Linked DNA regions of Mus musculus: regions 1, 2, 3, 5 and 6 are each linked to region 4. Evidence: chromatin contacts called from public promoter capture Hi-C data. All regions are on one chromosome and are shown on one strand. The core of a region is the stretch at or near the end of the contact, and the rest is flanking DNA. Distances in the headings are between cores, read along the strand shown.

Region 1 (4,678 bases), core at 1,252-3,751, 1.5 Mb before region 4:
TGCTTGACCAAGTTCTGTTATTGTTGTTTGTTTGTTGACAGGGTGCCACTATGTAGCTGGCCTGGGACTTTCCGTGAGCCCCAGCCACCCCTGCCTGAGGGCTGCACTAAAGGGATGCACAACCCCATCTGCCTTGCACCTCGGTGTTCTGCACACTAAATCTCAGAAGTGCTCTGCTTCACACATCTTACCTAAAACAGCTTACGGGACAATAACTGACTCCAGCTCAATCCCCAATACAAAGCAATTGTATGAATTAAACTTTTTAAAAGATTTATTTATTTTATATATTTGAGCACACTGTCAGTGTCTTCAGACACGCCAGAAAAGGGCACCGGATCTCATTACTGATGGTTTGTGAGCCACCATGTGGTTGCTGAGAATTGAACTCAGAACCTCAGGAAGGGCAGCTGAGCCATGTCTACAGCCCTGAATTAAACTTTTTAATTCATTTAATTTTTAAAAAGTGGGTACTTGTTTCCTCTGGAGAAAAGTGGCAGCCATTTGAAAGAAGGTTAAGACCACAAGAAATACAGCTTTAAGAGTGTATAACAGGAGAAGAAGAAAAAACCTTCTGTCAAAAGGATAGTAGAAAAAAGGAGGAAGGGAAAGAGAGGGAAAGAGGGAGAGAGAACACTTGAGAGGCTGATGGGGGAGAATCTCAAAGAGGCCAGCCTGGACTACAAAGCAAGACCTAGTCTTAACAACTAAAAGAATGTTGTGAGACTGGCAGTGAATTTGGACTTGCCTCTAGTGGACTAAGACAACTCAGACTGGTATATCTGATAATAAATTCCATCCTCAAAACACCAATAGAAGGCTATCCAGATGGCTTATTAGGTCAAGGTGCTATCACCAAGCCCGATGACCTGAGTTTAATTTCAGAAACCCACACCTTGGCATGAATTCCCTGATATGATCTTTAACTCAGACACACTCATAATACATATGTAATAAAACATTACCAACATTAATAAAACAATAACCAAATTTTTTGTAAAAAGTACATACAATGGAGAAACTTTATCATGTTTTGCAAAAAAAGTAATTTCAGTGAGTTTCAGCCAACTTTGTCCGTGAGAGAGGGGTGGGGATGAGGTGAATCACTGCTATAGCACTCTAGTTTGTAAGTTTCGAATGAGGTGGCAGTGATTTCCACATCTGATAGACTGCTCCTTTGTGTCAAGTCCTGCTTACATTTCTACTCCAATAGCACAAGGCAGAGGAAATCTAGAGTTCACCGTATTCAAACTGCAAAACTTCACAACTACAGAATCGCTTCTCTAACATCCTGACAACAAGGACACTTTCCTTTTCTGTAAACTCAGAAATGCCTGGGAGCAGCTTAACTCTGAGACCAATTTTGTTTTCTTGAGATAAGATCTTCGAAGGCAGACTTGGCTCAAATGATGCCCCTGCCCTCTTGAGTAGGTGGAATTGTAGGGTCAGAGTGCCTGCCTATGTTCAAACAAAAATTTTTTAAAGGTCAAAATATTGTGGTCACAAACCCAAATGTACCAAAAGGTGCAATGGTAGGCATGCATTGCCCTGTTTGACTGATGACACTCATCATTGGCAAACTGTAAAATCACCCTTATTGGTCACCTGTAAAATAATTGACAGGGGTGTCTTCCTTAGCAGACTGCGGTGCTGTACAGGTGGCACCTTCTTTTTCACTGTAACTACTCTGACCAATATTTAAACAAAGGACACAGACATTCAAGGTAAGATGACACCCACACAGAGCTTGATTTAAGAATGTTCAAATACGTGACAGTAAGTTCAATTTACTTCATCCCAATACGTTAAACTCCTAATAAATTTTTTTCCTTCAGTTAACAAGACTACACTTGAACCTTTCAAAATAAATTTTATCTTATCGTAAAATCTTGACTTTTCCCCCCATTAGTATCTTTCCCCTTCATTCAACCCGGCTTGAGCTATACGGTAAGTACGGAGAATGAGGAGGCCCAGTGACCGCCACACTTACTGGGACAACACAGAGCCGTCCTAGCCTCTCCAGCTGTCTATGACCCCTAATTCGCTCATCCTACCAAATGGGGAAACTGAGGGCCAGGGGAAGGAAAAGAGTCTCGCGTGCGGTACTCTCACTCTTTCCTGAAATACTTGCCCTGTGGCAACCACTGTTTTACCCCTAGAGCCACTAGAGCGGTTTCCGCAGGTAGGGATCGGTGTTGTCCCTCACCCTGCGTGAAAAAAACAAAACAAAAACAAAACCCAAAACAACAGGCTCCCTGTTCGCGAAGGACCCGAGACAAGAGCTCTGGGTGAGTGGGCAGCATAAAGAGTGGCCTTCCGAAGGGCCACAGCTGTCGCCCGCTCTCTTGCCCGACGAGGGCACTGCCACTCACCTGCGACTTCAGAGAACGCAACCCTGCTCCGTGCCCGTCCTACACGCTCCAAGCCGGCTGTGCAAAGCGCTATGGCTGCCAGGGCCCCAGCTCTTCTCAGCTCCTTCCGGGTCGGCGGGTGCCTCGCTAGTGACAGTCCGCAGGTCCCAGGCCCCGCTCGCCCTCAGTTCCGCCTCCTTGCGGTCTCGCCACCAATCCCTGTGCTCCGGACCACTTCACTCCAACCCCAAGAGGCATGTGAGATTTTTTTTTTGGGGGGGGGGGGTTGTTTGTTTGTTTGTTGGTTGGTTTTTCGTTTCTTTGTGTAGTCCTGGCTGTCCTTGAACTCACTTTGTAGACCGGGCTGCCTCAAACTTAAGAGATCACCTGCCTCTTAAAGGTATGGGTCACCACCACCACCAGGCTGTTTCTTTCTTTTCCCCCCTCTCAGTAATAGGGGGTTGCAGTCCACCACCAAAACGCATTTGCCACCCTTTAGTTATTTTAATGTTGAAACAGGATCTCACAAAGTTGCTCAGGCAAGTCGTGAATGTATCATCTTCCTGCCTTTGCTTCTGAGAAACTGGGATTGCAACCTTGTAGCACCAGGTCCAACTTGGCATCTCTTTCCTAAAACTACATCTTTTGAGTGACCCTTGAGTTTATGCTAGGATATGTTTTACTTCCTGCAATTCTTTGGAAAGCCCACACCCTGCTCTTGGACGTGTCTCATTTGTCCTCTGAACATCCCTTGCTCTTAACCCTCGTGCTCAAGCCTATATTAAAATGTCTTTCTTAATTTCCACCTAAATACACCTTTTATAGGGAGATGGCTGGAAATAGAGCTCAATGGTAGAATGCCTGCCTTAGATTATAAAATACTCTGAGTTCAGTCCCCTGTAACACACACACAAAAGTGGGTCCTGTTTGTCTTGTTTGAGAAAGGGTCTCTCTACATAGCCACTCTACATCTGCCATCAAGTGACAACTAGGAGTTTAATCCCTGGAACCCACAAACTGAATAAACAGAATCAACTCCTGGGAAAGTTGTCATCTGACTTCCACAAGTACACCACACTGAACAAAGGGTGACATGTTTATTATTTAAAGTATGGAAGAACAGAAAAATAAAAACTCAGATCATTTTTTTGAAGAATCTCAATCGTACCATATTACCAGTTTTTATTTCATGGGCAGAGTTGTAAAATACAACACTTAAGTCAGGCAGTGGTTGCAAATGTCTTTAATCCCAGCACTTGGGAGGCAAGGGCAGGTGGATTTCTGAGTTTGAGGCCAGCCTGGATTACAGAGTAAGTTCCAGGACAGCCAGGGCTATACAGAGAAACCCTGTCATAAAAAGAAGAAGAAGAAGAAGAAGAAGAAGAAGAAGAAGAAGAAGAAGAAGAAGAAGAAGAAGAAGAAGAAGAAGAAGAAGAAGAAGAAGGGGAGGAGGAGGAGGAGGAGGAGGAGGAGGAAGAAGAAGAAGAAGAAGAAGAAGAAGAAGAAGAAGAAGAAGAAGAAGAAGAAGAAGAAGAAGAAGAAGCCGCCACAACACTTGGTCTGTCCCCATGAGTTACTAGTCACTTCAGCTTTCAGTTCCTGCATCTGCACATTTGGGACTAATATTCAGAATCAATCAGTGTTATGAAGAAACAATAACCAGTGCAAACCTGGTGGTGCACCCCTGTAATTCCAGCTGGGAGACAGACATGGGGAGGTCAGGAGTTCCAAGATGGCCTCACTTGAATACATAGCAAGTCTGAAGCCCACAAGGACCACATGAGACCCTGTGTAAAACCAGACAGAATAACAGAATAACATACAGAAAGCAGTAAATATGGGGACAGCATTGGGAAGCATTACTGCTACACACTAGCCTGAGGTATTGGGCAGTGCCGACAATTTCAGCACTTGGGAGGCAGGGGCAGGCAGCTTTCTGAATTTGAGGTCAGCCTGTTTTACAGAGTGAGTTCCAGGACAGCCATGGCTACACAGAAAAACCCTGTCTTGAAAAAACCAAACCAAGCCAAACAAACAAACAAACAACAATAACAACAAAACAAAACCCAAAGCCAAAAAACAAAACAACAACCCACTACCCCAAGACAACGGAGAACTTAAATCTCAGTCTTAGAAGTTTTAGCCAGGCATAATGGTGCAAGCCTTTAGTTCCAGCACTTGGGAGTCAGAGGCATGTGGATCTCTGAATTCAAGGCAAGCCTCGTCTACAGAGTGAGTTCCAAAACAGCCAGGATTAGAGAGACCCTGTCTCAAAAAACCAGAAACCTTTTAGAGGTTTTGACTAAAACAAGAAAAACATAGAACTG
Region 2 (4,300 bases), core at 1,231-3,730, 1.3 Mb before region 4:
GGTGGTGACCAACCTGGACAAGCAGACTTTCCCCAAAGTGACAGCACCCTTCCTTCCTTCCATCTCCCCTAGCTACCTCCCCAGGAGCTCTTAGCATCTACACAGAGGCACAGTCAAGTCAGGTCCCCTGCTGCTTGCTTCTAGGCTTCATTATTTAGTATTCTTGCTTCGGAAAAGGACACTGCCATACTTTTATATTTCTCTGAGGAACCACTAGATGTTCTCTGTAATCTTACATTTCTCTGAAGAATTACTTGGTGTCCTGTAAGCTTGCTGAGCCACCTGAGGGCTGAATCCACAAGGAATAAATAAACCCATTACTTCACTAAGTCCCAATGTGCCTAGAAGGGAGGCGGTGGTGTCCTCTACAAAGGAAGAAATGGGAGCCAACAGAAAGAGCTCTAGGATCTACAACCTAGAAGCCCAGGAGCCTCGCCATGAAGTTGGCTCCACGCTCCCAAGCTCTCTGCACTGCACCCACAGGGATGATTCTCTTTTCTGAACTTGTTCTCAACAGCATGTTGTCTGCTGTTCACTTACCCAGAATTCAAGAAGTAAAACACAGAGAGCTGCTCCGGCAGGGTCTCCGACAGCCTCTGGGCATAGTCCACGATGTTGTCATGCAGGTAGCGGCTGTTGGTGTTGAGCACTAGGTTCTGTTCATGTGCGGCTTGGACCACGGTAGGGTGGCAGTGCCCAACTGCAAGAGGGGCATCTGCATCAAGTGGCCGACGTCACCCAGCCAGCCCCACCAGATGCCCCCTCCGCTCTATCTGCAAACCCATCCAGGGGAGACGAAGTTAACGAAGGCAAAGTGGAAAGAGGGGAGTTAATGATGGGGCGGGGGAGCCCAGAAGAGAGTCCAGCAGAAGGAAAAGAGGGTCAGAAATGCTATCTAGAAAACAAAGGTTTTTAGAGAGGTATTTTGAGACTCAGCTGGAGGGGCACTGTCAGAGGGTCAGCCATGGCATCTGCATTCTTAGAGCTCACGTGCCAACATGGTCAAAGCAAGGTAGCAATAATTAACACAATTACCTACAACACCGGGCAGTGAGTTTACCAAAAAGGCCCAGGATTAAGTCATTTCTCCTGAGACAGGGTCTCTCTGTGAAGCCCTAGTTGTCCCTGAAACTTGCTATGTAGGCGTAGGCCAGGCTGGCTGTTAACTCAGGAGACCCCCCTGCCTCTGTGCCCTGAGTGCTGGGAGAGTCCTGGGTTTTAACCCTTACCTGCCTGCAATGTGCCTTCTAACAGCTGTGGTAGCCCAGTTGGCTGAATTCATACTAAAGTTTCCTATTACCCCTATAGTAGTCAATAGAGGTGAAGGCCTGCTGTCAGCACCCTGCACGAGGCCAAGATGAGCACACTACATTTGTGGTCATGGATGGGTGGACTGTATATATGCCTGGTTTGATGTGAGTTCCACGTGGGACGTGCAGCTTGGACCTTGGCATGTGAACCTCTCAGGCCTGCCTGGTTTAGCACAGCTATGGTGTGGAGTCTTTTCACAAAGACTGGGGTGCCCCCCTGAGCATCCGATTCAGTTCTGTTCAACCCAGGCTATCAGTCAGATCTATGGCCTCAGCCTCCTCCCCTGTCTCACCAAGGGTGAGAGGCGTCATACTGACCATGAGCCACGTTGTTGATACAGTCCAGGTACTCTCGCCCTTGCTCATCGTACAGGTACTGCCCTTGGCCTCGGATAATCTTAACAGGATCCTCAGGAAAAAAGAGTCTGCAGGAAGAGCTGTGGGGACAGGCAAAGGATCGACAACCCTGTCTGAAGACTGACCTCCACTCATTACAGCCCCCTTCACTCCTTCCTGATTCTGGGATGGACAAAAGCTTGCAGGGCACGGTGGAACTTCCCTGCCTCCCCATTCCTGTGAACAGGACGGAGCAGAAAGTTTCTGAGACAAAACTAAGCCTTTGTGGCCCTCTCAGTTTTGCTTGCACACTGAGACTCCTCCAGTCCCAGTGAAAAGGGCTTCGGAATGGCTTCCTGAAGAAAACCCCCTTGTTAGGAGCTGCATCTCAGCCCCTAACATTCCTTGCCAACCCAGTGGCCTTGCTGTCCCCGTTAGTAATGGCTAGCTCCAGTCCTAAGTTCCAACCATAAGCTTCTCTCCACGTGGCACCGAGGATACTCCTCACAGGCCAAGAGCAGACTTCCTGTAACCCTGCCCGTGACATGACTGCCCCCCAGGCCAGGCCCAGCTCCTTATGCAGGTGGCTGCCAGGGGCAAAGCTCGCTCCACGGGACAGGGGACGCCCCGGAGTCGCGGGGTGGTTCACGGCCGCTTCTAGTAGGCTGAGGGAGGCGGGGAAATCAGGGACTCGGGGTGGGCGCTATACGCGCTTTCGGAGCCCACACCCGGTACCTGAGCAGCCGACGTCTCAGGTCCAGAGTGACGGCCTTGGCGCGCGTGTCCGCGGCCATGGCGCCGAGCGGTCAGCCAGTACCCAGATGCTGCGCGCTTAGCTCCGCCTCCGCCCGCGACGTCAGCTCTGGGTGGGGCTTCAGTGCTGGTCCCGCCCCCAGGAGCTCCCTTCCCGGGCGTTTACGGAACTTGCAAGCGAGATAGCTTGCAGTTCACGTCATCACGGGCGGATACTCTCCGCTGATCCATGGTCGGACTTCGCCCTTCTCTCCTACGCCCGAGGTTTCCCTCCCAGGAATGTGTCCCCAGACCGCCAGGTGGAGCGGGACTCTAAACTGCGGCGGGGCACGCCCGAGCAGGTTGCTGTCTCTGCGCTGATAACGTGACACCCTGTGAGGGTAAATTACTGGCACCCTGGAAGGACAAAGGCCTTCCTGGCATGGCGCTGTAGAGTTCGGTGCCACTGCTGGGGCAGACCACGGAGATCTCTAGAAATTCTTGCTAGGATTAGACAGGATAAACTTGACATGTCGCTACAGGAAGAGAATTTTGCAGTGGGCAGATAGGAAGAGGTTTGGAAAACTTCTGAGTCCTACCTTATGTACTGTGCAGGAAACAGGCCCAGAAAAGAACGGCTTTGCTCCGAGGCACACAATAGGCCCGCTGCAGAGGCCGGACTAAAACAAGGTCTCCTGAACTCTTACCTAGCACACTGAGTGACAAGAGACCTCTGTGGTCCCGGAGGTGGGAGAGAAGGGATACTCCCTTATGGGTTGAGCGCTGGAGCTGACTGTCTTGATGAACCCTGGAACAAAGGCCTGAGAAGGCCCCTCAGCAGACTGGGGCAGTCTTGTTCACATGCCAGCCCGCTGCCCCATTCTCCAGTAGCTTATTTCTTTTCTTCCCTAGAAAACTGCAAAATGCTTACAGCACTTATTAAAGAACAGCTTTGTATTCTTGTGGTTTTTGTTTGTTTTTATTGTGGTAAAATATACATAAAAAAACAAGCAATTTTGAAGGGTACATACAATTCAGTGGCATTAGTACATTCTCAATGTTGCATCTTGTCACCAAAACCCAGTCACAGAGCCCTTCCATCTTCCCCAACTGAGCGGTATTTCATGTTTTTAACCATAAACCTACCTAAAAGTCCATCTTCCTGCTCAGAAAAGGCCTATCCTTCCTGTCCTTGGTCCCATCCTCTCTCCATTTTCTGGCATCTGTCCTTTCAAGGCAACCCTGGAGGCCAAGAAGGCACAGGCTGAAAGGAGGAAGGGACTGAACAAGACTTGGATGTAGTGGGGGGCATGGTGGTGCAAGCCTGTAATCCCAGCACTTGGGAAGCTGAGGCAGAGCTGCAACTTTGGGACCAGCCTAAGTTATGTATTGAGACCCTGTCTCAACCAACAAGCAATCATTCCCCTGCCCAACCCTTGAATCCAGAGCAGGGTTTCCTCAGCTGGCATTCACAGTGAGCAGCTTCACTACTGGGCGTGTCCAGTGTCCTGGATTTCAGGTGTATGCTAACCTCGACTGTCTTCTGAATGCCAGGAGTGTCCCCCAATCCTGTGACAACTCAAAGCTTTAAGGACAGGGAATCTAGTAAGGTCGCTTCTCTCAAGCCTCAGAGCCATCTGTCCATGGGGACAGTCATCTCGTTGGTTTCTTTAGCGGCATGGAACACAGGATAGTCAAGGACTCAATAAACAGATACCTCCCTTCCAGAATTATTTGACTTACAAATAATTACAAAGAGAACTGGCCTTCTTGGTAGGGAGAACCAAGGCCTCCTCTCAGTCCTTGAGCCTCATTGTTGAGGCAGGGCACTCCCCAGCGTCTCACTTGGGACCTTGAACAACTCATTCTCTCTGTCCTCACTTCAGGCTGGCACAGGACACTCCATGGCTCTGCATGTCCAT
Region 3 (4,473 bases), core at 283-2,782, 1.4 Mb before region 4:
TCTACACATGTATACAAAGCCAAAAAGTGTTCTAACACATAAATATGCACACACTGACTTAGTTTCCTTAATTGGAAGTCAGGAAAGCAGTCAGCCTCAGTAATGGAAATTTGTGAGCTGCTACACAAAACAAACATGTTCATATTTCTACGGCTCAAATGATAACTGGAGACTTCTTGTAGCAGACACTTTTATTCCCTTCCTCCCTAACTCCCATTCCTATCAAGATGACCAGAGGTTTAGGACAATGACTTTTTTGTGCCTTCAATTTTGAAGGGAGATGAAATGGATGGATAAACATGCTGCTTATGTAGAAGTGGGCAGGTACCTGACCAAAGCAAAGGAGATGTAAGAAATCAGTTTTGTTATTTATCTATCAAAGGTAGGTAGGTAGTCTGCCATTGGCCAATATTCCAAAAATTTTCTTCACTACCGCCAATAAAAGAAAGCTGCTTCACTCAAACAAACAAACAAACAAACAAACATCTTCTCCACCTAGTAAAGTTTTGTTTATAAACCTCATGCATCCTTTCTCCCTCCTGAATTCCCTGCTGCCTGGAATACAGACCTTTAACTCCATTCCTCTAAGCTTATTCTTTCAGAACTAGCCAAGCATGAAGGTCGGACCCCAGCCACTGGGGAAAAGACACCATGATTTTGATCCTGAAACACCTTTTTTACAAATAGAACGTGCCTTGTAGAGCTACTTCGCTTTGTTTATGTTTCTAGCAAACACAAAACGAAAACAGAAATGCCAAACTTTATCTTTAGTCACTCTGTGGCCCCAGAGAGAAGTCAATGATTTTTAGCCAAAGTAGCTTCGAAATGTCTGTTTAAGGGAAGAAGGAATTCAGGACGCCAACGCTAGATAAGTCTCACTATAATAAACACATAAGGAAAACCTGTGAACAATGCAGACATACACTTGAAAGAGCAGAGTCCTTGATGATTAACAGCACCTAACACCAGTGATTTGCGCCCTAAACCACCCTCCCATTACGCATTTCCGCCCACGCATACGGCCAGCACCGTCTGGACACAAGCGCCCGGTGCTGCAACCTCCATTTTGCTTTCTGGCATTCTTGTAGTTAAAAGCTCCGCCTCACTTGGCAGTCTGGTCCACATCTCCCGCCAGGCTTCCGGTCTCTACACCTCCAGGCGAACGTCAGTGACAACATAAGCAAGTACGCGTGCGGTGAAGGCAAGGATTGCTCTAAGAGCCAGAGGAGGCCCGCGGGGACCCCGACGTCCCATGAGGCCTTGACCCAAGATGGCGGACAAAACCCTTAGCGCAGCCTTGCTCAGAGACGCATGTGCGCATGCCCGGTCGACTGAGCTGCCCTGATCCAAGATGGCGGCCGGACCGGGGCTGGGGACGGGCTTAGCGCGTTACTGAGCATGCTCAGTCTTCCGTCACTTGCGTCAGGTCGGCAGCCGGCGCAGGCCGCTCAGTCCTTCCCGGAGAGGCGGGAACATGTACGCATGCGCAGTGAGCAGTCTCGGCTAGTCGGTGGGCGGAGCTACCCCGCGGGGTGGACGTTGAGTGTGTGTGATGGCCGGCTGACCTGCTTTCCTCTTTGAGCTTGTCTGCCCCTGAACTAGAGGGAAGTCGGCTTAGGTGAGGTATTTATAGTTGTCAAAATCCCGCACTCGCCTGTGATCCCAGCGCTCAGGAGCCCGGAGGGATTGCCTCAAGTGCTGTAGGACAGCAAGACCCTGCCCAAAGCAAAAAGTCGGGAGCTAGAGACTGGGAAAGTGGGGGCCGTCCAGGGAGGCTGGGCACATACAGTTCAGTCACTTTCGTGGGTGCGTACTTTGAGTTTTCCTTGGGATTTGTGGCTCAGGGGCAGAGCCCTTGCCTAGCACCTGGAGGTTTGGGATTTGGTCCCCAGCACCAGAAATAAACAGTTAAAGAGGGGCAGTGTAAGATAATCGCAGCACTGGAAAGGGGGAGCTAGGGTAAGGAATTCAAGCCATTTTCTGATACTTGTAGGCCAGTCTGGGCTTCATAAGACCTTTTATTTTATTTTTTAAAAAAGGTTAATAACAAAATAAAATAGCAAAATGTACGGGTTTATTTAATGGACTCTGTCATCGTGTTGTAAATGAATCTGTGGGTAAATAGATGTATCGCCATCTTTAATAGCCCCAAAGCAAGGATGACAGTCCATCCTAGTATCTTTAGTTATCCTTTGGCAGGTTCATCCATGTGTTTTAATGTGGTTTTCAGCCCTTGTCACCCTCTCATCCCACACCCACTGAACCCCCTTTCCCTTCTATTTTCATATCTATACATTTTTTAAAATTATTATTATTGTGGATGTATGTGACACATCATGGGAGTGCCTGCTTGCTATATGGTACATGTGTAAGAGAGGACAACTTTGTGAAGTTGATCATCTCCTCCTCCTCCTCCTGTCTTCTTTCTTCTTGTGACAGAGTCTCTTTCTGTAGCCCTGACTGTCCTGGAACTTGCTTTGCAGAACAAGCTAGCTTTGAACTCACAGATCCTCTAGCCTCTGCCTACTGAGTTCTGGACTGAGCATGCGTGTGTACCCACTGAGTTTAACTTGGGTATTTATGGGTAGGGGTTTATTTATGGAGCATACACAATTTAATGGTGGATACACCAATGAGGAAAAACGAGTCCCCTGAACCAGCAGCCATTATTTACTTGTTTTCAAGAATAGGTGAGATTCTTTAATTCTTCGGAAATTTTTAGTGGAAACTTAGGTCCTCTGAAAGAGCAACCAATGATCTTAACCACCAAGACCTCCACTGAAAGCCTTGATTAAATTCCTAAAGCTATAGTTTTTATTTTATGACGTGTCTCTTAAACGATAGTCCCTTATCCTGGGTTTTTTGGTTTTTGGTTTTTGTTTTTTTTTTTTTTTTTTTTATCACTCTGGAACTAGCTGCTGGTCTATAGAAACCCATTTGTTTCTCTATTGATCTTGTTTCCTGTTGCCTTGCTAAGTCTGCCCTTACATGGTTCCATAGGACATTTTATGTATAAGATTATATCATCTTCAAATAGTTTGGACTTCATAGTCCAAATGCTTTTTATTTCTTTGTTTTGGTTTAGCTTTTGAAACAGTTTTTCTGTGTATCCCTGGCTGTCCTGGAACTAGATCTGTAGACCAGACTGGCCTTGAACGCACAGGAACTTGCCTGCCTCTGCCTCCCTGGTGCTGGGGCTGTCCCCACCCCCCAATGTAGTGATTTTTTTTTTTTAATTCTTCCCATTAACTTTGTTTCCCTGCCTGCTATCTCCAGTAAAGTACTCAATAGAAGTGGTAGAAGGGAGGTATACTTTCTGCATTCCTAAACTTTAGCCAAAGGATGGAGTTGTGATCTTTCCTTGTTTCTGGTTTTAAGAAAAAAGCTTTTAGTTTGTAGGATGTTGTTGTTTTGTTTTTAAAGACAGCATCTCAGACTTTAGCCCAGGCTGGCTGAAACTCACTATGTAGCCCAGGTGGTGGCCGCAAATCCCTGAGAGTCTTCCTGCCCCAGTCTCTCCCAGTGCTGGGATCGGGTGTAAGCTACCACTGCCCTGGTAGTCTTTGACAGTAACTGTAAAAAGTATTTTGGATTTGTTGATGGTGATGTCCTTTTTTTTTTTTTTTTTTCAGTTTAAGAAATTCCCTCTCAAACCCTGTGTGTGTGTGTGTGTGGAGGGGGGATTCCCTCTTTTTGTATTATTTTTTTTCAATCAATGGAAAGATGGTAGGTTTTTGCCAGGTTCATTTTCTGAACCTATCGAAATTATCCAGATGCTAAGCAGCTTTCCCTTTATTTCATAAATAGGACCAAAAAAAAAACCCAAAGATGTGGGAAATATGAATGCAAATTTAGTGTATGGTAGCTCTATCATTTTAAATCAGTGGGGAGGGGTAAAATGTTAATAAATATAGCTAGGTGTGGTGGCTAATGCCTGTAATACCAGCAGTTATGAGACTAAGGTAGAAAGGATTGGGTTTCAAGGCTAACCTGGGCTACAGAGTGAGACCCTGTCTCAAAAATAAGAATTTCATGAACTGACTTGGGGTTCATTTGCTGGTGTCTGACTCTAGGAGCCACATATAGACAGAAGACAATGTCTGGGAGCTTCTACTTCGTAATTGTTGGCCACCATGATAATCCGGTTTTTGAAATGGAATTTTTGCCAGCTGGGAAAGCAGAATCTAAAGATGAACACCGTCATCTGAACCAGTTCATAGCTCATGCTGCTCTGGACCTCGTCGACGAAAACATGTGGCTCTCCAACAACATGTACTTAAAAACTGTGGACAAATTCAATGAGTGGTTCGTCTCGGCGTTCGTCACGGCTGGGCACATGCGGCTCATCATGCTGCATGACGTGAGGCACGAGGATGGCATCAAGAACTTCTTCACTGACGTCTACGACTTATACATCAAATTTGCCATGAATCCCTTTTATGAACCCAATTCTCCTATTCGATCGAGTGCATT
Region 4 (4,285 bases), core at 119-2,618:
GGCTTCATATTTGAGGATATTGGAAGTCATGCCCAGGATATTTTGTGTTTTAGGTTGCGTCCTGAATCCATACACTATAGAGTTTTGAAGATAACCTTGCACTTCTAACTGGGCGTAATGGTGTGATCAGAAGCAGAGGCAGGCCAGCCTCAGACAATATATTTGAGGGCAATCTGGGGTACCTGACACTACAGTTTAATGGTGGGCTGGAGAGTTGGCTCAGCAGCTAAGTACCCCACTGCTCTGCCAGAGGTCCTGAATTCCCAGCAACCACATGGTGGCTCATAATCATCAGTAATGGGATCCGATGCCCTCTTCTAGTGTGTATGTGAAGACAGCTGCAGCGTACTCATGAGGTCCTGGGTTCAGTCCTTCATCACTGCATACAAAAGCTGCTGGTTTCACTTGAGTGCTGATTGTAATGCTTGGCACTGGGAAGAAGCAGTGCTCACTTATCTTTGCCACTCCCGCCACCAAAAACTTAGAATTCCTTTTTCTTATTTTAACTCCATGTGTATAAAAACACTTGGCTGTTAGCTTTTTTTCTTTGTGATTTTAAAAATAAAACTTTAATGAACTCTAGTAAGAGGTTAAAGGGTGACATGTTTGAGTGGCTCGTGAGGTCTTCTATTGCAAAGCCTCCCAGCATCTCCTATGGCAGTTTGGGTGTCAGTAACCATCCAGAACATTTTTTGGTCCTTTCCTGGCTTTTTACCTTCGCTCACTTGCTTGCTAGTGGCATCACTGGAACCCAGTGCTTTGGATTGGATTTTGAGTGACTCAATTTTATATATCAGTCGGTTTTTAAGTGTATGCCCCTGTAGATCTAAATAACTCCAGTCCCCAGTATTGAGGCTCTTTCCCACCCTCACCCCTCCAAGTAATGAGCTATTGCTCACAGTACCAGTCAGTGATAACTATCTCTACTAGGTCGCTCAAGCTCAAAACAATTCTGATCAATTACGTGGCTGTATGTAAAGAATGAGGTCGGAAATGGCTGACCTCGAAATAGTGTGGGTGGACTAAAAAGATAGACAGCTTTGGACATCTGGGTCTTAAGGCTTCCACCTCACTCAGACTTAACCCGCGTTCCTCACGAACCCGGAAGGGACTGCTTTCAGGGGGCGGTGTTCAGAAAACGTGGCTCTTCTTGGATAGGTTCCCGTCAGTCACAGTTCACTCTCCCGCACTGAGCCCGCCTCGGGCTTCCCTCCTCGCCAGAGTGTTCAGTTTAAATACCCGAAAATTCCTGACGTGCTTGTCCCCCACGCCCTCGGGCAGCGGGTTTCCTTTGATTGGCTAGAGCTTCGGTCCATCAGCAGTGACGCAGAGTTCGCCGGCCCAGGCCCCGCCCTCTTCCGAAAGCCCCGAAAACAATTTTAAGATGGCGGCGGCAGCGGCGCGGAAAACAATGGGGCAGGGGTATAGCGGACAGGCCGAAGCCTGAGGCGGGCGGTGTTCCCCGGCCTGGAATCGGGCCGAGCGGGGCCGGAGGAAGACCCGCCGCCGCGCCCGAGCCCGCTCCACAGCCCGGCCGGACATGGCGCGGGCGTGAGGCGGATCCGGGCCGTCAGAAGCGGAGGAACCCGAAGTGGCAGCCGGCGCCGGGAGGCCCGGGCCCGGCCAGTGCCGCCCGCGGCCCATGGTGCTACCCACCTGCCCCATGGCGGAGTTCGCGCTGCCGCGGCACAGCGCGGTCATGGAGCGCCTCCGCCGGCGCATCGAACTGTGCCGGCGCCACCACAGCACCTGTGAGGCCCGCTACGAGGCTGTGTCTCCCGAGCGCCTGGAGCTCGAGCGCCAGCACACCTTTGCCCTGCACCAGCGCTGCATCCAGGCCAAGGCCAAGCGCGCCGGCAAGCACCGGCAGCCGCCGGCCGCCGCCACGGCCCCGGTTGCCGCTCCGGCCCCCGCCTCGGCCCCGGCGGCCGCGCGCCTGGACGCAGCGGACGGCCCGGAGCACGGCCGCCCGGTCGCGGTGAGTAAGGCTGGCGCCTGCCACAGCAATACTCACTCCCGAAAACGCCTCTTCCGGCGCGGATCGGGCCTTGGGGAAACTTTCCCGAGCGCCCCCATTTCTTAGTCTGGGTCCTGGGAGGTGGCTAACATGGCAGGGCGCTTGTCATCTTCCAGAAGTGGCACTGCGGTGTACTTTGGGAAAACGTCCCCTTGAGGACTTGAGTGAAATCGGGGCTGGAAAAGCAGGAGGTTAGTTGCTGGTAGGCTTTTCTCCTAAACTTAATTTCCAATTGATGAGAACTTCGTCTTGGAGCAGACCCGCGTTGGAGTTGCCTAGGATGTAGGGCGTTCTTGCACCGTAGGCCTGGCCTCGCTTAGTCTGCAGATGTTGATTGGATCTTTGCTTCGTGGAGGTTAGTTAGGGCTTTAATATGGAAATAAGTCTCCCTTCAGTTGACAGTATCCCGCGGTTTCGGAATGGAAAATTGAAAAGTCTTTGGAAGCTTCGGTAAACGGAGTTGCTTAAAAGGCATTCGTTTTCCCCCAACCCCCGCAAAAGGGAACTTTGGAATTTGTGAACGCCTGATTCCTGCTATATTATTGACAGTTCCAAAATTAACCTACTAAGCCTGTTAAAAACCTCTGATAATATTAATAGTTGTTGAACGGGGGAAATGACGTTACTTGTTGGTCAGCTGTGCCCTTTGGTTTTTAGTAGCTAATCCCGAGATTTATTGGTTAGAAGTTTTGCCTCCCTGAAACTGATTTATAAACCGGAAACCTGTGTGGAGGGGCGGGGGAGGGGAATGGGTGTTACAAAATTCTTGGTAGTTTAAAAGTAAAATTTTACAACACTTAAGTTGTTTGGTAATTCTAATTTATGTCTTCATTGTCTCTCACTTGGGCCGTTGTTAAAACTCTTCCCTAACTGGTGGTTAGTCTTTCAGTCACTTAATACCCTTCCTCTTGAAATGTTAGAAACCCTTCTGTTGCTGGAGGGAATTAGGTTTAATCTTCGGTTGGCTTTCGGAGCCAGCCGGAGCTAGCCTGTCTTTTCATGTGCCCCACAGGGCTATTGCTTTCCTTCCTTCCCACACTATCCCCGCTGCGAGACCACACGGCAGAACACACCGGTTCTGACCCAGCTGCTCGAGTCTTCTCATCCTCACTTTCCCGCCTGTAAATCGAGGGTATGTTGTGCGCCTTACAAGGTTTCTTGAAGCAATCAAATGAGTATGAGGTTAGGTGTGGTTGATTCCTGCCCAGAGGTAGGAAGGAGGAAAGAAGAAATGACAGTGGATGTGATGTGAACAAATTTCTCAAACTAAACGGCTGCTTGCAGGATCTTTCTCAACATTTTCAGAATCCTGCCGTCCTTCCAGCCACAGCCTACCTTCATCTGCAGTTAGTGAAAAACCAGCCCACAGCAGAATCTCCTCTCTCAATACAGTTATGAAGTATATGTATATGTGTGTGTGTATGTATGTATGTGTACATGTTTCTGGTTTGGTTTGGTTTTACTTCTTTTTTGTTTTTTGGTTTTTTTTTTTCAAGACAGAGTTTCACTGTACTCTCTCTCTGGAACTCACTCTGTAACCTCAGACTCAGAGAGATCCACCTGCCTCTGCCTCTGGAGGGCTGGAATTAAAGGGGTACACCACCACTGCCCAACTTACACCCTTTGTTTTTAGCACATAGTCACATATTACTTCAACCATACTGTGTCTTGCCAAGTAGACTGTAAGCTTTGGAGCCTGAAAAGGCTTGGGCTAAGTCCCATTCATATTTTAGGCCATCCATATACTTGTTGAGTGATTGATAACCAACTTGGGTGTGCTTTACCCAAAATGACTTTAACTAACATCTTTCTTGAAAGATCTCCACCTTTCCCCCAGTCCCTGTTGGGGGATTGAGCCTAAGACATTGTAATTATTGGTTGTCTTAGTTGGAATTTCTATTGCTATGAAGAGACACCATGACCACAGCAGCTTTTCTAAAGGAAAACATTTGATTGAGACTGTTTTATAGTTCAGAGGTTTAGTCCATTTTCACAGCGGGAAGCATGATGGCATGCAGGCAGAGCTGGTGCCGGAGAGGAGGCTGAGAGTTCTACATCTAGATGTACAGGCAGCACAAAGATATGGTGACACTGGGCCTGGCTTGAGCATCTGAAACCTCAAAAGTCCACCCACCATTACATACTTCCTCCAGCAAGACCACACCTCCCAGTAATGCTGCTCCCTGTGAGCCATTTTCATTCAAGCCACCACACTGAGTACTGTTTAGCCACCAAACTACACTGCTAACCCTAAGGAAAGACCTTTGA
Region 5 (4,144 bases), core at 1,004-3,503, 1.0 Mb after region 4:
TCCTTTTAAAAATAGAATACCCTAGGCGGGGCATGGTGGTACATGCGTTTGATCACATACTCCAGAGACAGAGGCAGGCAGATCTCTGTTGAGTTTAAGGCCAGCCTGGTCTACAGAGCAAACTCCAGGACAGCCAAGGTTACATAGAAAAACCCTGTCTCAAATACATACATATATACATACATACATACATACATACATACACCAAAACAAAACATAACATACAACAAGAGCAAGCAAACAAATAACAAAATAAAATATCCATCAACCCTGAACTGAGTTTTTAATATATCAGTTATGAGATTTGCCTGTAATATGCACACTCAGTTTAAAACTTGCTTTCATGGTTCCAGTGTTTTTAGGACTCCTTTGAGGAAACTAGCAGGTGAACCCACACCACCACGCACAACAACATTTGCACCATGGTGGGGTGAGACCTGAGTCTCGGCATACTGAAGGTTCTGCCAGCTGCCAGGTGGCTCTGGCAAGTCTTGCCAGTCCCTCTGGGGCCTTCTCACATTCTAATCTGAAGGAGCGCATAAGAGCAGGCTCCTTTCTAAGACGGTGCACATAGTGCAAGCTTGCCTACTACACCTGATGCTCCTCCTGCCTCAGCCTGCAGAGTTCTGATATTACAAGCGTGCACTAGCACATCTAGCTTCTAACACTCTGGATTCCATGCTTGCCCCTCTCTGTCAGAGGCTGTTTCTTAGGCAACAAGCAAACAGCAAATAGTCAACTTCCAGCCAGGAGCAGTAGAGCAACCATTACTCTAGCCTTACAACTAAGTCTCGAAATGGAAGAACCGTTGATGAACTGTCCCTCCTGTTTCTGCTTTGCCAGTATGATAGCAAGCACAGCTTAAACAAGTACAGAGCACATAGTGTCCATCACAGATAACGGCTCTCTAAGTGAATTACTTTCTTGTTAGACTCTGTATGATGTACCAGGCTCCATAATTTCAGAGGGGAAGAAGAACTGAAAAGAAGTCCGAGTAGATATGCTAAATAATTCAAGAGTATAGAGGGTAAGACCTAGGAGGGATACAGGCTATTCACCTGGGAACAGGTCAAAGGGAAACACAATGCTGCTATAGCCTGGCACCAGACAGACAGCCCTGAAGCCGTTACCTGAAGAACCACTGCCTCAGTTCCTCTTCTGTAAACAGACAACCGACTTTTGTCTTCTCCACCGCCCTTGATGTCTGGATTAGAATGGCAATACCTTGACGTCCGAAGCAGAAAGTGAGTTTAACCTGTTGCAATGACATGGAGTTTGAACACACTGTAATACAGCCTTCTGAGAAACAGAAGTGGGATGTAATGTTGCCATTACTGGTGATCTCCATGCTAAAAAGTCAAGGACTAGTGACTGGAAACGGGAAGACCCCAGAATCAAGGACGCTCTAGTCTAAATAGTACTAATGACAGGCAATCAAGCTGGCCAGCAATATTCTCAAGCACGAGAGCCTTACAGTAGCCAAGGTTAAAGAAAAAGAAGCTTCACCAGAAGGCCACTCTTCCATGGAGACTCGAATGGGTGGGCCACAGTCCCTCTGAACCACATTTTGAACAATGGGGGGGCTCTGCACCTCTTGGGAGCCCCCTGTTCCAAACATACTAGAAAGGAGGCTAGGAAAAAAAGTTTTCTTGCCAAATCACATATTTCAACATTGAGTCAAATTTTCCTTGTGGCTGAGCAAAAGCCAGCCCTAGTAACTTATGAAGCCTGGACGCTGGGGTGAGGCTTGCATAAAGTCCACTTTCCACTCCAGTCTCCCACTTCTTCAGGGCGACCCCATCTCTCCCCTGCCCTGCCCTGCCCTGCCCCGCACCCAAGGTGCCCTCCTGCCGAGTTTCACAACAGCTCCTCCTGGAGAAGCCACCCTCCCTCTAGCAGCTGAAGGCCAGGAATCCTGTAGCTGTGCGTTAAGTTCCCACTTCCCCGCGTGGGGGAGACTGCGCGCTGCGCGGCCCCGGGCGGGCCCGCCACTCTCACCGCCCTGGCTTTGGAGCACACTCGGGACTCAGACCCGACTCCCCTGGCTGCGCGGCCTCTCTCCTCCGGGGTCCTTGTCCTCCTGGGACAAGCCCCAGGACTGAGGACGCTGGCGTCCCCCGGCCCAGCTCACCGGATCCTCTCAACTCACCCCGCCTGGAACCAGGCTCGCCCCGGACCGGCAACACCCAGCGCTGGAGCGGCCTCGTCCGGTCTGGTTGGCCTTCCTGCTAGCCGGCAATGTGGTCCTTCCCCGGGAGGGCGGGGCGGCGCTCCCCAGCCCCTAGGCCCCTCTGTTGGTCCCCGCCCTGCCACGGGCGAGTCCGCGCTGGCCCCTCCTTCCAGGGCCTTCCTCTACTGCTGACTTCCTGATCACCGGTCAAGATCTAAACAACGGGTCTTCCCAAGTCCCCCAACTTCGAAAGGCAGTGGTAGCAGAGATGTTTGTTTGAGGCCCTTTCCCTCTCAGTTGCAGCTCCTGTGTAGATGCCAACCCCACTCACACCCTGAGCCTTGTCCAGTAAAGACTTTTCCCAAGAGTGTCCCTTGTCCAGCCCAGTGAATCTAGAGATTCACCGACTTTGAGGGGTGCAGCACTTGGTGGTGTTAGAAGCGTTTCCTCAGCAAGAAGAGCGTTCACCAACCTCAATTCTAAGAACCTGGGAACCATTCCTCTATGCGAGGGAAGTTGCAGACTATTAGTTGAAAAAAAAAAACAGCAAGAGAGGGGTGAGGGTGTGCAAGCAACAAGTATTCGGTTTCAAAAGGGAAGATAGGGAGGAAACACCTGCTGCCCAAGGTGGGTAAGAGCCAGCCTGCCGCCGTTTCAGTTCTGTCTTGTGTGTGTGTGTGTGTGTGTGTGTGTGTGTGTGTGTGTGCCCCTTTATGGGCGGGGAAACCAAAGTCAGGCCTGTACACTGAACCTAAGTCCTGAGGAAGGAAAGAATCAATCACAGGCTTTTGGAGTAACCCTAAAAATGAATGGGAGGGGGAAGGAAACCCCTGGATCTGTATTCCTTGGTATTTTTTTAAAGCAAAAGAAACATGGGAGGGGCAGGGAGACTCATCAGGACCCAACTGAACAGAGTACTTGGTAAGTACCTCAATCAGAGCCTCAAGCAGCCTGAGTGGGGGAGGAAAGATGACAACCAGGAGTTTCAGGGTCTGATTTAGATGTCAGCAGTGGCCCCGGAGCACAAACTATTTCTGAGATCTGAGCCGTGCATTATTAGCAACTCACAGTAAGCCACATCTCACTGACAGGACCATTTTGGAATCAGAGATGTCTGGGAATCCCTACTGTCCACTCACCATGGTACCACAGCCCCCACTGGCTCCCACATCCTGCTGTGCCTGGCCCTCTGCATAAGCCTTGGCTCCAACCACCCTTGGATCTTTCACCCATGAGGGGAGCAGAGGCACTGCCAGTTGATTACTAGATATACTCAACCTCAGACAGACCCTCCTACCTACAGACTTCATCACTACTGTTCCAGAGTCCCCAAGGTAACCGGGACTTTTAGGTCTGTGCTTACTGAGTGTTACTCACTAACTTGTTCGTACCAGACACCAGGAATTATGCAGAAAGTGGGAGTACCTTAAGGGCCCTTGTGGGCAGGTGAGGAAGTAAAACAAAGTTGTCAGGAGACACTAGGAAGCTGCCCTTCCGTCCAAGCCTGTTTTCTTGGCCTCTCTGTACACTCTCCCGCATCTCTGCAGAGCTCAGCAGAGAGAAGTCTGAGGCTTTGGGTGTATGGAAGCTGTTAAGTCAGAAGTCATAGCCAGATTTTAGATTTAGGCATTTCAGCTTCCAAACCTGGTACCCTGGTGAGCCCTTGAGAAGGACTGCTGAGATGGCTTTGTGCCCATGTGACAGGACACAGTGGGGCAGCGGAGAAGCTTCACAGTAGCAGCTGGAATTCTGCCCTCACGTAGAGGAAAGGGCTGACGCATGAGGGAGGGAGGAGGACTGTGTGTGGGTGTGGTGTGTGTATGCCCACTATTTCCAGTTTAGCTGACTGCACAGACTGTGACAGGAAAGTCAAGCCCATGCATGTGCCAAGAGAATGCCAATGTTTATATACTTTAGGCCTCTTTCTACTTCCCATAAAAAGGAATTAGGGACTTATAGCCTTCACACTCAGTG
Region 6 (4,508 bases), core at 1,938-4,437, 1.4 Mb before region 4:
CCCAGCCTGTGCAAAGGATGGGGACAAGTAGCCTGCCTCCTGATGTCCCCTTGCTTCCCTGAATGACATCTTTGTTGAGAGGTTAGCAGCAGGCTCTCTCCCTCCACTCTAGCCCCTCAGATCTGCATCCCAGCCAGGATCCTTACCTGAAATGCCAGTTCTGAGTGTTCTGTTCAGCCAGGAGCCTCTAACCCAGTCCTTCCTGCTGGGATGCCCGGGATACAGCCACCATCCCTCTCTTCTGATAGCCTGGTAAAGGGAAAGAACACTGGAGGGGGAGGGAAGAAGGAGGAAACCAGAACCTGGATAAGTCACTGCATTTGCAAACATAGAAGGGGATCCAGGAAGGGGAGGGAGGTGGCCTTGGGTGTCACTGAACCTGACTCACTTAGAGATGGGGCAGCTGAAATGGTTCGCTGGGCGAAGTCTTTGCTGTACAAGCCCGAGGACCTGAGCTTGATCCTCCGAAGCCATGTAAAGGTAGAGAGAGAGAAACAGACTCCACAAACCGTCCACTGTCCTCCACCTGCACGCAAATGCATACACGTCAACATACAACAACAAACACACACACATACACACACCAAGAATAACAACAGCAGTAATCATTGCTAAGTATTTACAGAGCTAGGGAATTTGTAATCCCAGTATTTAGAGTATGGAAAGCAGGAAGATCAGGAGTTCAAAGCCATCCTCTGCTACCAAATGAGTTCAAGGACAGCCTGCCCTACAAGAGACTGTTTCAAACAAACAAACAAACAAAAAAGAATTTAGGGGGCTGGAGAGATGGCTCAGTGGTTAGGAACACTGCTTACTCTTCCAGCACACACATGGTAGCTCACAACTATAACTCCAAGATCGGACACCTTCACCCAGGCATACGTGTAGGCAAAACATCAATACACACAGAATAAAAGGATTTAGAATTAGTTTTGACTTTTTTCTCCTCAAGAATGTTCTCACCTCTTTTGCCTGGGTGCCCATAACCCATCCTCCCCGCTTCTGTTGGCAAGCAAGACTTGTGTGCACAGCACAGTGCATAGTCCAGCCTTGTGCAACCTTCTCCTTAGCCAGACAGATAAACTCCTGATTTCCCTTCTCTCTCTCTCTCTCTCTCTCTCTCTCTCTCTCTCTCTCTCTCTCTCTCAGATAAACTCCTGATTTCCCTTCTCTCTCTCTCTCTCTCTCTCTCTCTCAATTTATATGAGTACACTGTAGCTGTCAGACATGCCAGAAGAGGGCATCAGATGTCCCATTACAGATGGTTGTGAGCCACCCTGTGGTTGCTGGGAATTGAACTCAGGACCTCTGGAAGAGCAGTCAGTGCTCTTTACGGCTGAGCCTCTCTCCAGTCTGATCTTCCTATTTTTCTAAACTCTAAATACTGGGATTACAAATGCCCTAACTCCACAAATACTTGGTAATTATTATTGTTGCTGTTATTCTTGTGTCTGTATTGCAGAGGCTCTGCAGGATGATCCATGAGGCAGTTCTGGGACAACACCTGTGTGCCACCTTTGGGGAACTCTCCAGGCCCTGGCCTCCCTTCAGAGCTCCTCTACATCTGAACATGTCCAGATTTCTCCAGCTCTGGGCCTCAGAACCATGAATACACCTCCCTGAGGAAACATTTGAATTCTGGGCTTCTGTCAGGCTACTTGCCCAGAGAGGCATTTCCTCAGGTCCCCAAGACCATACGTGTGCTCTTATGGTCAATGTTCATCTGTCTCAGGCAACCCCGCTCCCCCATATACCTGCAGTCCCTGCATGACTGAGATACCAAGTGCTGTGAATGAGGTTTCTTAAAGAGAAAAATCCATTGTTAACATTTGACTACGGTAGAAATAGAAAACAGAGGCGGCAAATCGGTACCTGCTGGGCCACAGTAATGTTTTGTTGTTTAAATGAAGTTGACTTGCCTGATACAAAATTATCCATTTTAACTTAAGGTACTGGGAATTGAACCCAGGGCCTCAAGCAGCCTCTGAGAGAATGCTCTCCTACTGAGTCACACCCCAGCCCTCTGTAAGACAATGTAAAAGGAAAGTGCTGTCACCACCACCTGATTCCAGGACAAAACCCGATAACTTGCAAGGATCATCCTCATTTCTCCCTCCCTGTGGCTTCTAGCACTAGCCTGCATTCTGTCCATAAAGGTTCACACATGGTCTCTGCTGGGTTTCTTTGACTTACCATCACTTGTTAGAGGTTTGAGTTGTAGCATGAAATGGCACTATGCCTTTTCTGTGGTAAGTAATATTCCACTGTATGGTTGGACCACACTGTTTATCCTTTCACTAATTGCTGGAGGGTTTGACCTGTGTCCTTCTTTTGACTGTTATACACAGGATTGCTATGATCATCTGAGTGCAAGCACTTGTTGGCATACCTGATTTCTTTAGTCATATACCCAGGAGTGGAAATGCTATCATGAATCTGTTTAACTTACTGGTTTGGTTTTTTTTTTTTATCTTAAAAACAACAACAACAAAATTACGTGTATGTGCCAGCGTGAGTAAATGTGCACCCAGTGCGAGTAATGCCCCCAGGGGCCGGGGGTGGGGGTGAGGGGGGGGGCGTTCCATACCCTGGAACTGGAGCTGCAAAGGATTGTGAGCAACCACGTGGTTGCTGGGAACCAAAACCGGGTCCTCTGCTAGAGCAGCAAGTACTCTTAACCACTGAACCATCTCTCCATACACAACCCTTACCACCCCACCCCACCCCACCCCACCCCACCCCACATCTATGTTTAACTTTTTAAGGAAGAAAAGGTGTTCCAACTTCTTACTCTTGAACGTGTCTGAGTGTCCAGCCTTCGGTTTCCGTCCCCGCTACTGGCTTACCCAACCCATATGACTCATTTACACTATCAGTCTGGCCCCTAAAGGCATCTGAACCTGCCGCCCCTAGAAGGCTGCACAGGTAAATCAACCTCCCTCCAAAATAAAAGTCCAGCGGCTAACTACTGTAGACGCCTACTACACCTCTTCGGCTCTTAGAGCGCGTCTTGGGTTTATTCTCAAACGAGGAAAGTGGCGCTTACCTGAGAAAGAGGCGGCAGAGACCTGACCAACCCATCCCAGCAAGCCAGTTTGGAAGCTGGTTCTGGAAGGAAACCGGGTGAGGCGGGCGAGGCCCGAGTTGGAGGAGGAGGAGAAGGAGGAGCAGCAAGCAGTGCGGCGCGCGCTCTAGAGCCTCGTCCGGGCTGGGGTCTGCAGAGCTGCTGCACGTGAGCGAGCGAACGAGCACGCATCGCGGTGGCCGCTGCACCATGCGCGGCTAGCGGTGGGGTCCCGGCCCCGCAGCACCCGCGAGCCCGGGCGGGGCTCAGGTCGCTCGGGGGCGGTGCCGGTTCCCGCCCCCCACATCCGGGGGCCGGGCTGGGCGCTGGGGCTCGCGCCGCGCGGGTGAGTCAGGCCGGGTTTTCCCTCCGTCTCTGGGGCCAGCGGACGAGTGTCGCCCAGTGCGTCCTTTGCCCGCCGATCCGGCTCCCGCGCGTTCCCGAAGAGCCTGGGAAGAGAAAGGTTCGAGACCGAGCTGGGGACTGCAGCGCGCCCTAGGATTCACGGAGCCAGCATGGTAAGTGGGTAGGGCGGGTCGCTGAGGTCGTTCTCGGACACCCGGCGGGGGTTGGCAGGATGCTGTGCGCGCCCCGGTGTCCTCTGCTCCCGCGCACGAGGCTGACCTGTAAATGCATTTTCCGTGGAGCATCGCCCCGATCCCCACGCCGCAGCTAGGAGGGGCAGGCGCCCTTGGCGCAGGAGTCTGACCTCGGCCTCCGCCCCCTGCACCAGCTCTAAGCAGGCCCCACAGACGGCGGGCGGGAGACGTGCACCCCACCCCGCCCCCTGGGTAGCTAGGAGGGCCTCCGGTAGTTCTGGGATCCCTTGCTTCCTCCACAGCCTTCCTGGGCGCAGTTCCACCGGGATGTCCAACCTGTCTTCTCTGCCGCCTTCCCGGGGACACCACTCACCTGCCCTCACCCTCAGGGTACCCTCTTCCTGCCTCAGCCCCCTACTGTGTCTGGTCCTCACCTGGGGACCTGCGAACAGGGGACGTCCCAAGGTCTGGGACTCTGTTCCAGTCCTGACTTTAGCCTTTGACAAAAGTAAGGACCAGGACTCTTAAGGTATCTCAGTATTAAGATGGGAGCTTGGGACATACCCAACCCAAAGATACAGATTGGGAATGGTTGTCCTTGGGCGGGAGCAGAGGCGGGAGGCCCTCCTGGACCTAGAGATGAGCCTCCTCCCAGGCTCTCACAAGCAGGGCTTCTCTGCCGACTGGCTGCGTGTGGGTGTGTATGTGCAAGACTGAATGAAAGCGACCAGCTAGTTCCCGACACCGCCTCTAGCAGTTTCCTGAGCTCAAGAGTCCCTAAACCTGCGCCACTTCCACTATTTCTTCTTCTTACCTCTTTCCCCAGGGCGGGCAGGAGGGATCTCTGGGAGGGGGGTTAAGTTCCATCCCTCTCAACCTTGCCCTTGGGAGAAACAAGCATGGGG

What was found. Promoter capture Hi-C pulls out the DNA fragments that hold promoters and counts their contacts. Capture Hi-C pulls out chosen DNA fragments and counts their contacts.
Region 1: a contact with region 4 is called in a promoter capture Hi-C map of liver, with 3 times the contacts expected there. The contact joins the promoter of Sar1b here to the promoter of Maml1 in region 4. A contact is called at or near these places in 3 of 39 promoter capture datasets (embryonic stem cells, hippocampal neurons and liver), 1 of 115 datasets of contacts at active chromatin or transcription factors (astrocytes) and 2 of 9 other capture datasets (adipose tissue and liver).
Region 2: a promoter capture Hi-C map of liver shows a contact between it and region 4, with 4 times the contacts expected there. The contact joins the promoter of Phykpl here to the promoter of Maml1 in region 4. A contact is called at or near these places in 9 of 39 promoter capture datasets (3T3-L1-derived adipocytes, the C10 cell line, the SN4741 cell line and 5 more), 3 of 484 Hi-C or Micro-C datasets (B cells, embryonic stem cells and muscle stem cells) and 2 of 115 datasets of contacts at active chromatin or transcription factors (astrocytes and large pre-B cells).
Region 3: a promoter capture Hi-C map of hippocampal neurons shows a contact between it and region 4, with 8 times the contacts expected there. The contact joins the promoter of 0610009B22Rik here to the promoter of Maml1 in region 4. A contact is called at or near these places in 6 of 39 promoter capture datasets (the C10 cell line, cranial neural crest, hippocampal neurons and 2 more) and 1 of 115 datasets of contacts at active chromatin or transcription factors (astrocytes).
Region 5: a promoter capture Hi-C map of pre-B cells shows a contact between it and region 4, with 2.1 times the contacts expected there. The contact joins the promoter of Mgat1 here to the promoter of Maml1 in region 4. A contact is called at or near these places in 2 of 39 promoter capture datasets (the C10 cell line and pre-B cells) and 1 of 115 datasets of contacts at active chromatin or transcription factors (extraembryonic endoderm stem cells).
Region 6: a contact with region 4 is called in a promoter capture Hi-C map of embryonic stem cells, with 4 times the contacts expected there. The contact joins the promoter of N4bp3 here to the promoter of Maml1 in region 4. A contact is called at or near these places in 1 of 39 promoter capture datasets (embryonic stem cells) and 1 of 484 Hi-C or Micro-C datasets (B cells).

What each region holds. Positions count from the first base shown.
Region 1 is chr11:51,761,486-51,766,163 of GRCm38.p6, reverse strand. Sar1b (secretion associated Ras related GTPase 1B) reads right to left here and starts at 2,501. Exons shown (of 7, transcript NM_025535.2): 1 at 2,373-2,501.
Region 2 is chr11:51,582,961-51,587,260 of GRCm38.p6, reverse strand. It overlaps Phykpl (5-phosphohydroxy-L-lysine phospholyase), which reads right to left and starts at 2,480. Exons shown (of 13, transcript NM_028398.3): 1 at 2,382-2,480; 2 at 1,629-1,747; 3 at 541-700. The coding sequence starts at 2,440. Col23a1 (collagen, type XXIII, alpha 1) reads right to left here. Exons shown (of 29, transcript NM_153393.2): 29 at 3,336-4,300.
Region 3 is chr11:51,685,693-51,690,165 of GRCm38.p6, reverse strand. 0610009B22Rik (RIKEN cDNA 0610009B22 gene) reads left to right here and starts at 1,532. Exons shown (of 2, transcript NM_025319.2): 1 at 1,532-1,618; 2 at 4,074-4,473. The coding sequence starts at 4,097.
Region 4 is chr11:50,289,419-50,293,703 of GRCm38.p6, reverse strand. It overlaps Maml1 (mastermind like transcriptional coactivator 1), which reads left to right and starts at 1,368. Exons shown (of 5, transcript NM_175334.3): 1 at 1,368-1,978. The coding sequence starts at 1,643.
Region 5 is chr11:49,248,661-49,252,804 of GRCm38.p6, reverse strand. Mgat1 (mannoside acetylglucosaminyltransferase 1) reads right to left here and starts at 2,253. Exons shown (of 3, transcript NM_001110150.1): 1 at 2,150-2,253; 2 at 1,131-1,255.
Region 6 is chr11:51,649,752-51,654,259 of GRCm38.p6, reverse strand. It overlaps N4bp3 (NEDD4 binding protein 3), which reads left to right and starts at 3,187. Exons shown (of 5, transcript NM_145974.3): 1 at 3,187-3,582. It overlaps D930048N14Rik (RIKEN cDNA D930048N14 gene), which reads right to left and starts at 3,306. Exons shown (of 4, transcript NR_027958.1): 1 at 3,047-3,306; 2 at 389-526; 3 at 147-268. It overlaps Gm30058 (a long non-coding RNA gene), which reads left to right. Exons shown (of 2, transcript XR_388627.1): 2 at 1,463-2,170.